Linked DNA regions of Sus scrofa: region 2 is linked to region 1. Evidence: chromatin contacts called from public HiChIP or PLAC-seq data. All regions are on one chromosome and are shown on one strand. Each heading gives the region's core, a stretch centred on a gene start, on an enhancer-like site or on the middle of the called end of the contact. The rest is flanking DNA. Distances are from core to core; before and after follow the strand shown.

The links. HiChIP or PLAC-seq counts read pairs in DNA pulled down with a chosen protein or histone mark.
Region 2: an H3K27ac HiChIP or PLAC-seq map of alveolar macrophages shows a contact between it and region 1. The contact joins the enhancer-like site here to the promoter of BAP1 in region 1. A contact is called at or near these places in 1 of 5 promoter capture datasets (liver), 11 of 47 Hi-C or Micro-C datasets (alveolar macrophages, embryonic fibroblasts, heart right ventricle and 4 more) and 2 of 2 datasets of contacts at active chromatin or transcription factors (alveolar macrophages and skeletal muscle).

The regions. Positions count from the first base shown.
Region 1 is chr13:34,550,865-34,556,668 of Sscrofa11.1, forward strand. BAP1 (ubiquitin carboxyl-terminal hydrolase BAP1) reads right to left here and starts at 2,674. Exons shown (of 16, transcript XM_005669632.3): 1 at 2,461-2,674; 2 at 2,333-2,362; 3 at 2,169-2,223; 4 at 263-382. The coding sequence starts at 2,177. PHF7 (PHD finger protein 7) reads left to right here and starts at 2,954. Exons shown (of 11, transcript XM_001928213.4): 1 at 2,954-3,606; 2 at 4,773-4,884; 3 at 5,596-5,648. The coding sequence starts at 4,841.
Region 2 is chr13:34,604,336-34,609,646 of Sscrofa11.1, forward strand. NISCH (nischarin) reads left to right here. Exons shown (of 21, transcript XM_001925354.5): 4 at 3,371-3,419; 5 at 4,422-4,585; 6 at 4,956-5,051. Among named protein-coding and RNA genes, the nearest start is that of NISCH, 11 kb to the left of the region's middle. Within about 2 kb of position 2,171, at least 3 of the 83 cell types and tissues checked have an H3K27ac peak or open chromatin away from gene starts, as enhancers often do. A contact at or near this core is called in alveolar macrophages, where this site is marked.

The DNA of each region.
Region 1 (5,804 bases), core at 1,424-3,923:
TTGGGTGGGAAACAGAGCTCAGGAGAGCAGGCCTAGAGGCATTCCAAGAACTTGAAGAAACACAGGTGGACTCTCCTGACTCTGGAGCCCCCAAAAGATGGGCCTTAAAAAAAACTGCTTTACATGACTAATTCACCAGTCAAATGTAACATAAATATGGTCTGAAAAGGGAAAAGCCTCACAGTGAGAAGCGCTATGTAGTAACATTACCAGTGGCTCTACCTAGCCAGCTATGAAGGAGGATTAAGGCACTGCAGCCTACCTCAGGGCTGAAGCCTTTGGTGAAGTCCTTCATGCGACTCAGGGTAGGCCCCAGGTCCACACTGCTGCAGTTCAGGAGCACACTCAGCAGGGCATGAGTGGCGCAAGAGTTGGGGATCAGCTGTGAAACAAGGAACAGTCACCCATACACAGCATCCCTCATCCCAAACCCATACTCATCAGAAATGGGGACCCAGAGAGGGACAGCCATATCTGGACAATCCTCACCAACTCCCCTCATCTTTACCCAGTATTTGTTCATTCACCTAATTACCCATCAGTTGTCAGGGGACATGGAGAATGGACTCAGATACCACCCTGTCCTAAAAAGGTTCCCCCGACCCCCACCCCCGTTTTTTTTGTTGTTGTTGTTGTTTTGGTTTTTTGCTTTTTTGGGCCATACCCACAGCATATACAAGTTCCCAGGCTAGGGGTCGAATTGAAGCTACAGCTTCTGGCCTACACCACAGCCACAGCAACGTGGGATCTGAGCCACATCTGCAACCTACGTCACAGCTCATAGAAACACTGGACCCCCAACCCACTGAGCGAGGCCAGGAATCGAACCCTCATCCTCACGGATACCAGTCAGATTCATTTCCAATGTTCCACAAAGGGAACTCCCGAGGCCCCCCTTTTTTTATGAATAAGAGCTCAGTTCCTTCTACCAAGGGACTTCTGTAACCACCACCTATGGTGTCTGCCTATCTCCTCCTTCTGCCTTCCCCCACCTTCCAAGTGAAGAAAATGATAGCACCCCACCCTCCAGAAAGAACACAGAGCCCAGCAGACCTGGTGGGCAAAGAACATGTTATTCACAATATCATCATCAATCACAGATGTATCATCCACCAAGGTAGAGACCTTGCGACGGGATCGGCGTTCTTCGATCCATTTGAACAGGAAGATGAATCCATACACAGGGCTGGGGAAAGTAAGGCATAGAGCTAGACCAGTCAAATGGTGGAAGGCAATCTGTACCCCCTTTCCTCTTCCCTATTCCTCTGCACCACATTACTACTCAGGTGCCTGTCTTGTGATCCCATCTCTCCCTTGGCTTCTTCCCAGCAATGCCCAAAGTGGCCCTGAGCCCTCACTCCCCAGAAGCCCACTGGAGGCAGTCAAGTATCAGCTTCTGGCTGTGGTGCTCCAGGAGTCCATCCAGTATCCTTATAAAGTATACAGTTCTGGGATAAGAAAAGAAAAACTGGAACCAATGGCCCAGGACCAGGTGGCAACAGATGGTAAGGCTAGAACAAAAAAATGTGATGAGGAATTTAAACACTGATTCACACTTGTGAAGCCCAGGGCCCAAGTCCCAGTGCTGTCAGGGAAGTAAATGAAAACCCGTATCAGTCCCTTCTTTCCTGCGAAATAAAAGCAGACTTCTCCGTTTAGTCACTGTAGCTGTTCCTCCACACCTCTATTCTACAGGACCACCAAGACAAGACCCTGAAGATGGTCACCCAGAAAGATGCCTTGTCAGATGTCACACACCAGCCAATCTAGACGAGACCCCTATGTGGAGATTAAAACCACTGGCACACGAGCACATTAAAGCAGTAATAAATTACAGCTGCACAAAAAGGCAACATATGACCTAGGTCAAGTGAGTGGGGTTTCTGGCAGGAAAGTCAAAAGAGCAACTAAATTTATTCCAAAAGACGTTAGGAATTGAACTGGGGGAAAGAGGCTACCATCCAAAGGGAAGTACTGAGGGAAAACTGGGGGAAACAAAAATACAGTACTGGCTTCATCAGGAGGACACCCAAAGAGGAGGGATGCTTCCTTATATGAGATTTTACAAACTGGGGCTACTGGTACTCCCTTCCTTGAGGCGCACTCTCTCCCGGGCCCCTCCCTAGCCCTTGGGGTGTAAGGGGCGGCCCTGGCGCCAAGCCACTCACCCCTGGCATTTGCTCTGAAGGTCATAGATCTCCTCCACCTGCACCCCTTTGACACCTGCGATCAGGGAAGAAAATAAGTGGGGAAGGGCAGCCCCTGGCTATGGAGCAAGGGCGCAGGAGTGGGCCCCCACAGCCCAGAACTGGCGGGTAGGAGAGGCTCTTACCAAAATCTTCCACCAGGAGGGTGAAGAGGCCTGGGTGGAGCGACAAGAAGAGCGGGTGGTAGTCAGAAAGGCGCATCCCGGACCCACCCGGCCTCCCCAGCTCCCGGCCTGCCCAGTCCCCTCCTCACCAGGGTCGCTCTCCAGCTCCAGCCAGCCCTTATTCATCTTCCCGCGGGGCGGCCCCTCAGCGCCATGTCCAGGCCCCCCGACCCACTGCCGCCCCCGCCGGGAGCCCCCCGCCGCCCCCGGGGCTCCTAGCCCCCCACACAGACAACGGGCCCTGCCGCGTCACCCGCCCGCGCCGGCGGCATACGTCACCACGGCGCGACGGTCTCCACCCCGCTTCTGAGCTCGTCTTCCGCGATTTCGACTCCAGACGCCGGCGCTTGCGCGGGAGGGTGGGGCAAGAGGAAGGGGAGGAGCGAGGGCGGTGTTGAGTACCAGAGGCGCGCGAGGAAAAGGCGGGGCGAGATGGGGCGGGGCCGAGCGGAGGGGGCGGAGTGGGTACGCCGGTGGCGCGAGAAGCAGGGGCGGGGAGGGGCGGGCGCGCGGCCGTTAGCTCGCGGCCGTTAGCGATCCTTCCTTGCCAACGGTCAGTGCAGCGGTGGTCCCCGTGAACGCAGTTTCCCTGGGTTACAGTCCGCGTGACCCGGCTCTCGTTTGCGCGCTCGCCCCCTTCGCCGGCGCAGTCACCGCGCGGGGCGGCCGCCCGTGAGGTAGCAACCACGGCTTGTGACAACGAATAAAGCTCCAGGACAGCGGCTCCCTCGGCGACAGCTGGGCGAGCGGCCCCGGCCGGTAGCTGCAGGCGGTGTGCTACCGTGAGGAGCAAGCGGCGGAGGCGACCTCCGGCCCGGCCCCGTACCAGCCGCCCGGCAGGCGCGACATGAGCCTGGTCCGGCATCTATGGGATGCTCCTTGAGCCCCTTCTCCGGCTGTTACCTCCGGGGGCCGCTTGTGGCCACACCGATACGTATTTTCCAAATAAACCATTGTTTATTCTTGCGGCGGCGGGGCCGAACACGCTTATTTATTTTTAATTTTTTCAACAAGCTTTTACCCAGCACTTAGCCAGTGAAACAATTTGGTCACCGTTTCAAGGGAGCATCCGCTCGGTAGCAAACCTCGGACTGAGCAGCTTGTGGAAGCCAGCATCTGCAACGTCTCTCATCACACGCTTTGAAGATTGTTGCGTCTTCCTGTAACTACCAGTGTGCTCAGAATCCCATTCAAGGAACGTCTTGTCCAGCGATGCAAAGAACTGAAGTTTCAAGGTTTTATTTCTATTGCTAGATGTGCGGGACTCCCCCACTTACTGGGACTTGCACAATAGCCAAGTGGATCCCCTAGTGCACACCCTTCTTTCTCCTCTTCCAGTCTGTCTAAGGGCTTTTGTTGAGTAAGAAGCCATCAAATATCATTTACCAATGCAAGTGGCACTCGTGGATTAGAAGAGGAGATGGAGCCTTAGTTTTCTGAACAGCTAGTTGCCTGAGGAGTAACTAGTTTGTGCAGAATAGTGGTCCCTAAAGATGTTCATGTTCTCCAGCTGTGCTCTGAGGACATGGATGCGGAGTGTGTGTTCCTGGAGTGACCTGATTCACTCAGCTCTCTTAAGAAATGCTGTCCTTCTCTCCTTTGAGTAGACACAGTCCTTCCTTCGTAGGAGTGGATTTTATTTCTTTTATCCCGCTTGCCATTCAGGGATTTCCACCTTAACCAATACAAACTGTGAATTTGAAGTGAATTTGTAATCAGCTGACATTGGTGGGAGGAGGAGTGGCAGGGTGTCTTCTCCACTATGGGGCCTTTTACCCTTGGCTCAGATCTAGAGGAAGGTTGAAAACAGGCCAAACCTCAGTGACCATTTAAGCCTGGTGAAAAGTGGTAGGAGCCAAGGGATAACTTGTCATTGTTGTCTCTCACTAGAGGGAGTTCTTGCATTGGGTAACCAAAATCCCAGAGGCTCCTTTTCCTAGGAAAGTGCTATCTAATCTAACTTTTTCTGGGCAGAATTAAGGCACCCATACCTGGGGGAAAAAGGAGCTGTTTTTCCTGAGTGCTACCTCAGGCATTTACTAGGCACACACAGCCATTTAGCCAGTTCAAGCAATAATTCCAAGTTCTCATTTGGCTCTGCGATAGCAGTAACTGATCTTGAGCAAGTGCCTCTCTGTGACCTCTCTGTGCCTCAGTCTCCTCATCAGGAAAATGGGGATAAAATGGTACCTATTGCAAGGGATTTTTGTGAGTTAAATGTAAAATGCCCAGAACAGTTCTTGGCAAGATTTAATAATTACCGGCTCTTTATAGCATTGATACTGGATGGGTCCCTTTTATTCCATCACATGGATGGGAAGGTGAAGTGCACTGTTGCTTTGACCCTGTGGAACTTGATAACCAAATATAGGTTTAATTGCTGACTTGTTTATATTTATAGCTGGAAGATCCTGTATTGTCCTCATTATAGTGTAGAAGATTCAAGATAGGAGAGAGAGGCAGTAGCGAATGAAGACTATAAAAGAAAAGAAGAAGAAACGTCAAAGATTGAGGTAGAGTAGGCACCATAAGGGAGTTTGGGAACAATTGTCCAGTGGCCTGTAGTATATGCTTCCCTTTCTGTCCACTTTGCATGGTCATGGAGGCTAGGGTTGGTTAGTGCAGAAGCACACACCAGTCGTCTCCTATACGCTATCCAATAACCTCTCCTCCCAGGGCTGTCCCTACTGCCTAGATTCATATCCTGGCTCTAGCACTTGCTAACTAGGGGACAGGTCACTTCATTTCTTTAGGCCTCATCTGGAAAATATGCAATAATAGCACCTACTTTTTAGAGCATTCTGTAGATCCATTGGATTAACGCTTATAAAGAACGAAGAATATTGCTTAGAAAGAGGAGACTCTTAGTAGATTTTAGTATCATTTTATAATGTTTTGTGAACTTGGTACCACCTGGGATTCAAGGTAACTAAAAGTATTAATAGTAAGAGGATAAAAGGGGGTTTGCTCGTGCATTCATTCAACATAGGCAGCACAAGTACTTGAAGAGAAAGATGGCTATAATCTCACATAATTCAGTGTAAGTTGAAGGATATGTTTTGTGCTTTTAAAAAATATGAAAGAGAAAAAGAAAACTGATGCCTTAGCCTTTAGCTATTTTGGTCCTTCATCAGACCCATCAGTGGCATTTTGAGGGAAATGTTACAAGAAGTGTCAACAGAATCCTTAAAGACTACCTTGTACTTATTCCATCTCTTGTATAGAAAATCTGCCAAGACAAGGAGGGTAACCCAGAGGAAGCCTTCTTCAGGGCCTGGTAAGAAAGACTGGATATTCTGTTCAACTGCTGCTTCCTGACCTTAGCAAAGGCCACCTCTGTAGGGCAGTAAACTTGATCCTCTCACTGTCAGTTCCTTCCCAGAATCTAGGATCCTGGAAAACTCAAGGTCTGTAATTTCTTTTTTTGGCCACA
Region 2 (5,311 bases), core at 921-3,420, 53 kb after region 1:
TGAATCTCTCAATGGGGAATTGTTATGCAAATTAGGCACCTAACTTTATTAGAATGCCTCATTACAGGCATGAAATAAAAGTCATAAAAGGACTCCCAACCCTTACCGTGTTTGTGTAAACCACACAGTGAAGTGTAATGGAGTACGTTGTTAATGTCCCACTGATACATACTCTGTGCTTGAGCAAGTGCCAAGCAGGAGTATCAGGCTAGCCTGGGGTTTTTCACTGAGCAGGCATCTGTGCTGCAAGGTGCACTTGGTTGTGACCTGTTCAGATCATTAGAACAGCCGTACTAGTCCATGGTGGGTTTGTGTGTGCAGCTCACATCGCTGCCCAAGGCTGCAAACCAACACATGATCCTGGCAGGTGACTGACTGGTCTGAGACATGTTAGGAGTAGGTGTTGAAGTTTTTAAACATAGCTAATTGTTTTTATTTAATTGAAAAGATTTCTGAAGTATGAAGAAATGGTTTTGGGTTTTTGTCGTTGTTTATTTGTTTTAATGCATTGCAGTTCAGATATCTGTGGCACCCTGAAGCACTTTAAGTCCCTTCAGCACGGATTGGGTGGAGTGTGTGTGTGGCATCACCCACAGGTAACCTCTGGGCAGAATCTGCAGGAGCTTAGACTGGGGCCTACTGAGCTCGTCTCCTCCTGATAGAGGGCTCAGGGAGGCCCGACTCTGCTTACCTTTGCACACAAGGCCACAGTTCAGCCAGAGCACCCAGAGGAGGCAAACAAAATGCTTCTCTAAAGGGACCATGGACCTCCATTTGGGGGCTGAGGCATTTCTTTGTTCAGTCTCCCAAGGTGAAGAAGATCAACCTGAGAAACTAAGTAGATACTGTTGCAGCAGGGCACACTTCCTGGGGCTCAAGAGGGGGGGGGAAGAAATTGTTACATTGTGTGTTTTTTAGATTTCTCAGGAAGTGAAAACCTGTGTTCTGCTTAGCATGAGCCCTTGGCTCTCACTATCTCTTAGCTTTCTGTCTTGGGGAAATCCCAGTTCTATCTCCTGAGCAGGGCTGGCATTGACGCCAGCTGCCTGAAGAAGTGTAACTCAGAGGGTGAGACTTGTTGAGTACTAAGGGTGGGCAGGGAGCCATTTGTCCATGTGAGACTTTCTAGGAGCCCCATTGTCACCAATGGGGTTGGAGAGGCTGAGGAGCTACCTTTGGGGACTTGAAGTGGGTGCAGATGGGTAGCTCCTGGGAGCCTCTCAGGAATCTGTATTTGTCAAGGCTCTCCGGGCGATTCAGCCTGCAGCCAAGATGGGGAAGTGCTGATTTGGAGACAGGGCTTGGTTCTCAAAAGTGTAGATAGAGAAATGAGACCATGGATCATTCCAAGGTCTCACTGATCTTCAATTCTTCAAAGCAGCCAAGGAAAATGTAATTGAGTTTAAGTTGCAGGAAACAAGTTGAATTTCCAGCGAACTCATGGCTTCTTCTGTCATTAGCTGGAGCCCTCTTCGGCGCAGAGCCTGCTTTGCCCCTCTGGTGGCCCTTTTACATTTGACCCTGCATCTTGCCAGACTGAAAGGCCTAAATCTCTTAATGCTGGAGCTGTGTTGGCTCATTTTTCTCCCTTTGGCTTTTTGTTCATTTGTGGGAAGAAGTGGGTGTTATTCTCATACTGTATATAAAATGAATTTCAAGCAGATGACAGAAATAAACACATTGGGGGGGGTCCATATAACTAAAAGAGGAAATTAGGGGGATGTTTCTATAATCTTGGGGGTAGAGATTGAGAAGTCGCAAAGGAAAAGAATCACAGATTAAACGGTGTAAACTTGACAAACCTCTCTGTCAGAATGCTGTGAACACAGGTAAAGGCATATGCAGATAGGGAGAAGATTATTTCCAGCATAAAAACAACCTTTAAAATATCTGGTGGTGCAGCAGTTAAAGGATCCAGCAGGTTCGAACCCTGGTCTGGGAACTTCCACATGTCATGGGTGCGGCCAAAAAATAGTATTCATTATGTAAAAAGGTGAGGAAGAGACAAACAGCAGAAAGAAAAACAGAAAAAGGACACCCTGTCTCTTGCAACGTGGTGCCTTTCAAGTCCTGTAAACATGTGGATTGAGTGGCCTGGTGGCAGAGAGATTCCTGAGGTAATTGTGCAGCCTCCATCTGGACTTGTTTACGAACGTCTTGTCATCTAGTTACAGTTCTTACCTGCAGGATGTGGTGTAAGAACCCCATGGTTACACCACTGAAATACTGAGGCGCATGTGTACAGAGAGGGGTTTCAAGGCCAAGTGCTTGGGAGTGTGGCTTTGCTAGTTTCTAGCCATGTAAAATTGAGGATTGTAGGACCTTTCCACTTCAGTTTGTGTGCATGAAACAAGATTCAAGATAATGTCTTGCTCACCTAGGGCGTTGAGAGGATTGAGTGAGCCCCTCTGTAGGGAGTACTCTGGCCGTTAGAGTGAAATAAGACTCCAGCACGTTAACTGTTCATGTGAATGAAGTCTTGTCCTTACTGTGCCCCCTTCATCCCATCACCCTCAAAGGAAATCCATCCTTGCCTCTTTCTGGTCACCCTCAGCCTAGTCATACTGTTGCAAGGCTTGGAAGCATGACCACAGGAAGAGAATGGCTGCTCACTCTTTCCTAAGACAGCTATGAAACAGGAATATTATGTCAGTCACTCAGGGAGGGTTAGCTCCGGGGCGGCCCTTTCCCCCACCAGGTTGATGGGAGCTTCTTTTCCAGAAGAAACAGGACTGCCTCTACCACAGCCTCCTCCTGGGCTTGGCAAGTGCTCATGGTGCTTGTTCTCTCTCTCTCTCTCTCTTTTTTTTTTTTTTTTTTTTGCCGTGCTGTGGCATGTAGAAGGGCCAGGGATCAAACCGGCACCACAGCAGTGCCCACCGATACACCACAAGGGAACTCCATGTTCCCTTCTCCTTTTTTTAGGGCTGCACCTTTGGCATATGGAGGTTCCCAGGCTAGGGGTTGTAGCCCCCAGGCACAGCCACAGCAACACCAGATCCAAGCCATGTCTGTGACCTACACCACAGCTCATGGCAACGCTGGATCCTTAACCCACTGAAAGAGGCCAGGGATCAAATCTACATGGATGCTACTCATACTCGTTTCCGCTGAGCCAGGCCGGGAGCTCCCACTTCTGCTTCTGAAGAGATATGTCAAATGTCCATGTAACTGGAAATACTGTTTCCCTCTCTGAGAATCTTGAATCATTGTAGATTTTATTCTCTCCATTTTGTTTCACTTTCTGGAGAGCTGGCATTGCAACAGCAGATGGGATAGATAGCAGGGAATGTACAAGTCTTGGTGACTAGGAGCAGGTGGACTTCCTGACTGTGGGTTTTGTTTTGTTTTGTTTTGTTTTCCTCTGCAGGAGATTAATGGCATCACTGCAGCACTGGCTGAGGAGCTTTTTGAAAAAGGTATATGGCCCAGGGACCTTGAAATACTGGGTGTAAGTTGCCTAGCTCTGTAGGTGACCAGAGGCTCAGAGTGGCACAGAACTCCATCAGGTGCTCTGTGCCAAGTAAGTTCTAGCCAGGGCCCACCTCCCTGGGACCCAAATCCTTTGACCTGATCTTCAGCCACACCTGACTACCTACCTGCTCTGCAGGTCTGAGGAGCTGGGTCCTTCGCCTTAGAACCCCCAGATTCCTGTTTCGGGGGCTGGCCCCAGACTCAGGATCTATTCCAGGGCCTTATGGTAGAGTTCTGGAAGGTAGTGCCATGCTGCCCTCTTGCTCCGGGTTTGTCCTTACCTGAAAGGGTTCAGATAGTGAACAGAAGCTGACTTTGGGTCACAACCCTTCCAGAGAGCACAGTAGCAGTAGCTAAGATGCAGTAAGTGCTTGGAAGCTAGCCTTGTGTTTGCATCTTACTGCTTCCCCCGAGGAGGTGCAGAAAAGGACCCTGAGGATGAGAGGCCCAGTTACTTACCAGAGGGTATATGGTTGGAAGGAGCAGAGTGAGGGCCAAATGCCAGTGTGTCTGGCTCAGAACCCCATCCTGCTCTCAGGCCCTGCACTATGCTGGCACCATAGGCTTCGCCTAACCTCAAGACATCCACATCTTGGAGGCTGCAGCCTTGCCCATTGTCCACAGGGCTGCCTGCATCAGCTTTCTCCTGGCCAAGTGCCTCAGATTGTAACTTGGCCTCACCTCAGAGAGGTTTCCCAGCTGTACATTCCCGAGGCCCTTCCCTCCTTTGTAATCACATGTTCTGGGTCTACTGTGGGCCCATCAGCTCAAGAGGGTGGCTGCTTATATACGTTCAGGGCTCCGGCTTCATCCTGATGTGGTACATACACATAATGGGCACTGGCTAAGTGCTTGTTCACTGTTTGCCCGGTGGACAGTTGCTCTGGCCACACATCAGGGATGGGGCCGGGGCCCAGTGCTCACCCCTTGGGGTGTGGCTGTTGCAGGAGAACAGCTCCTGGGGGCCGGCGAGGTCTTTGCCATCGGGCCCCTGCAGCTCTATGCGGTCACTGAGCAGCTGCAGCAGGGAAAGCCCACGTGCGCCAGTGGGGATGCCAAGACTGACCTGGGGCACATCCTGGACTTCACCTGTCGCCTTAAGTACCTTAAGGTAAAGCTGGGGCAGCTTGGTCTTGGAAGGTTGCTCAGTCATGGGCATGCAGTTCCTTGCCTGGCAGTGTGTGTGTGGAGACTGTATAGGTCCTGGGGGAAGGAAGGCAATGTTTAATGATCTTGGCACTGTGCTTCTGGCTGTGAGCACCAGGGGGCAGTCATGATCCAATGTTTCCCTTGTTTTAAACCTTGGCTTTAGCCTGCTTTGTTGACTGGAAGTGGTGAGTGAGAGTACATGCCCAGAATGCCTCACACAACCTGACAAAGCTTCAAGTGGGGTTTGGTAGATGCTACAGCATTGTTCTGTAAACATGGGTAGAAAGTGGTTGCAGAAGCATCCCTGATTTAAGTCATTAATTTGGCTGTAGGTTTCTGGCACAGAAGGACCTTTTGGGACCAGCAACATTCAGGAGCAGCACCTGCCATTTGATCTGTCAATATTCAAGTCTCTTCATCAGGTTGAGGTAAGGCCCAGCCCTGTGTAGGATGCTTCTGACTATCCTATCTGTGACTACGGGATGTTCCTGATGTTTTGTGTCTATATTTAATTGAAGGCACTGTTGCTTTTTTGTCAGTATGTGGCAGATTCCATTTAGGTGAGTAAGGCCCATCTGAAGTCAGAGAAAGAGAAGCCTCTGTTGCTCTTGGCTGGTCTGCATGACCCCACCCCTGCAGCATTTGGACAGGAGGGAGCAACAGTGCCCAACTCCTTCTGGGCCACCTC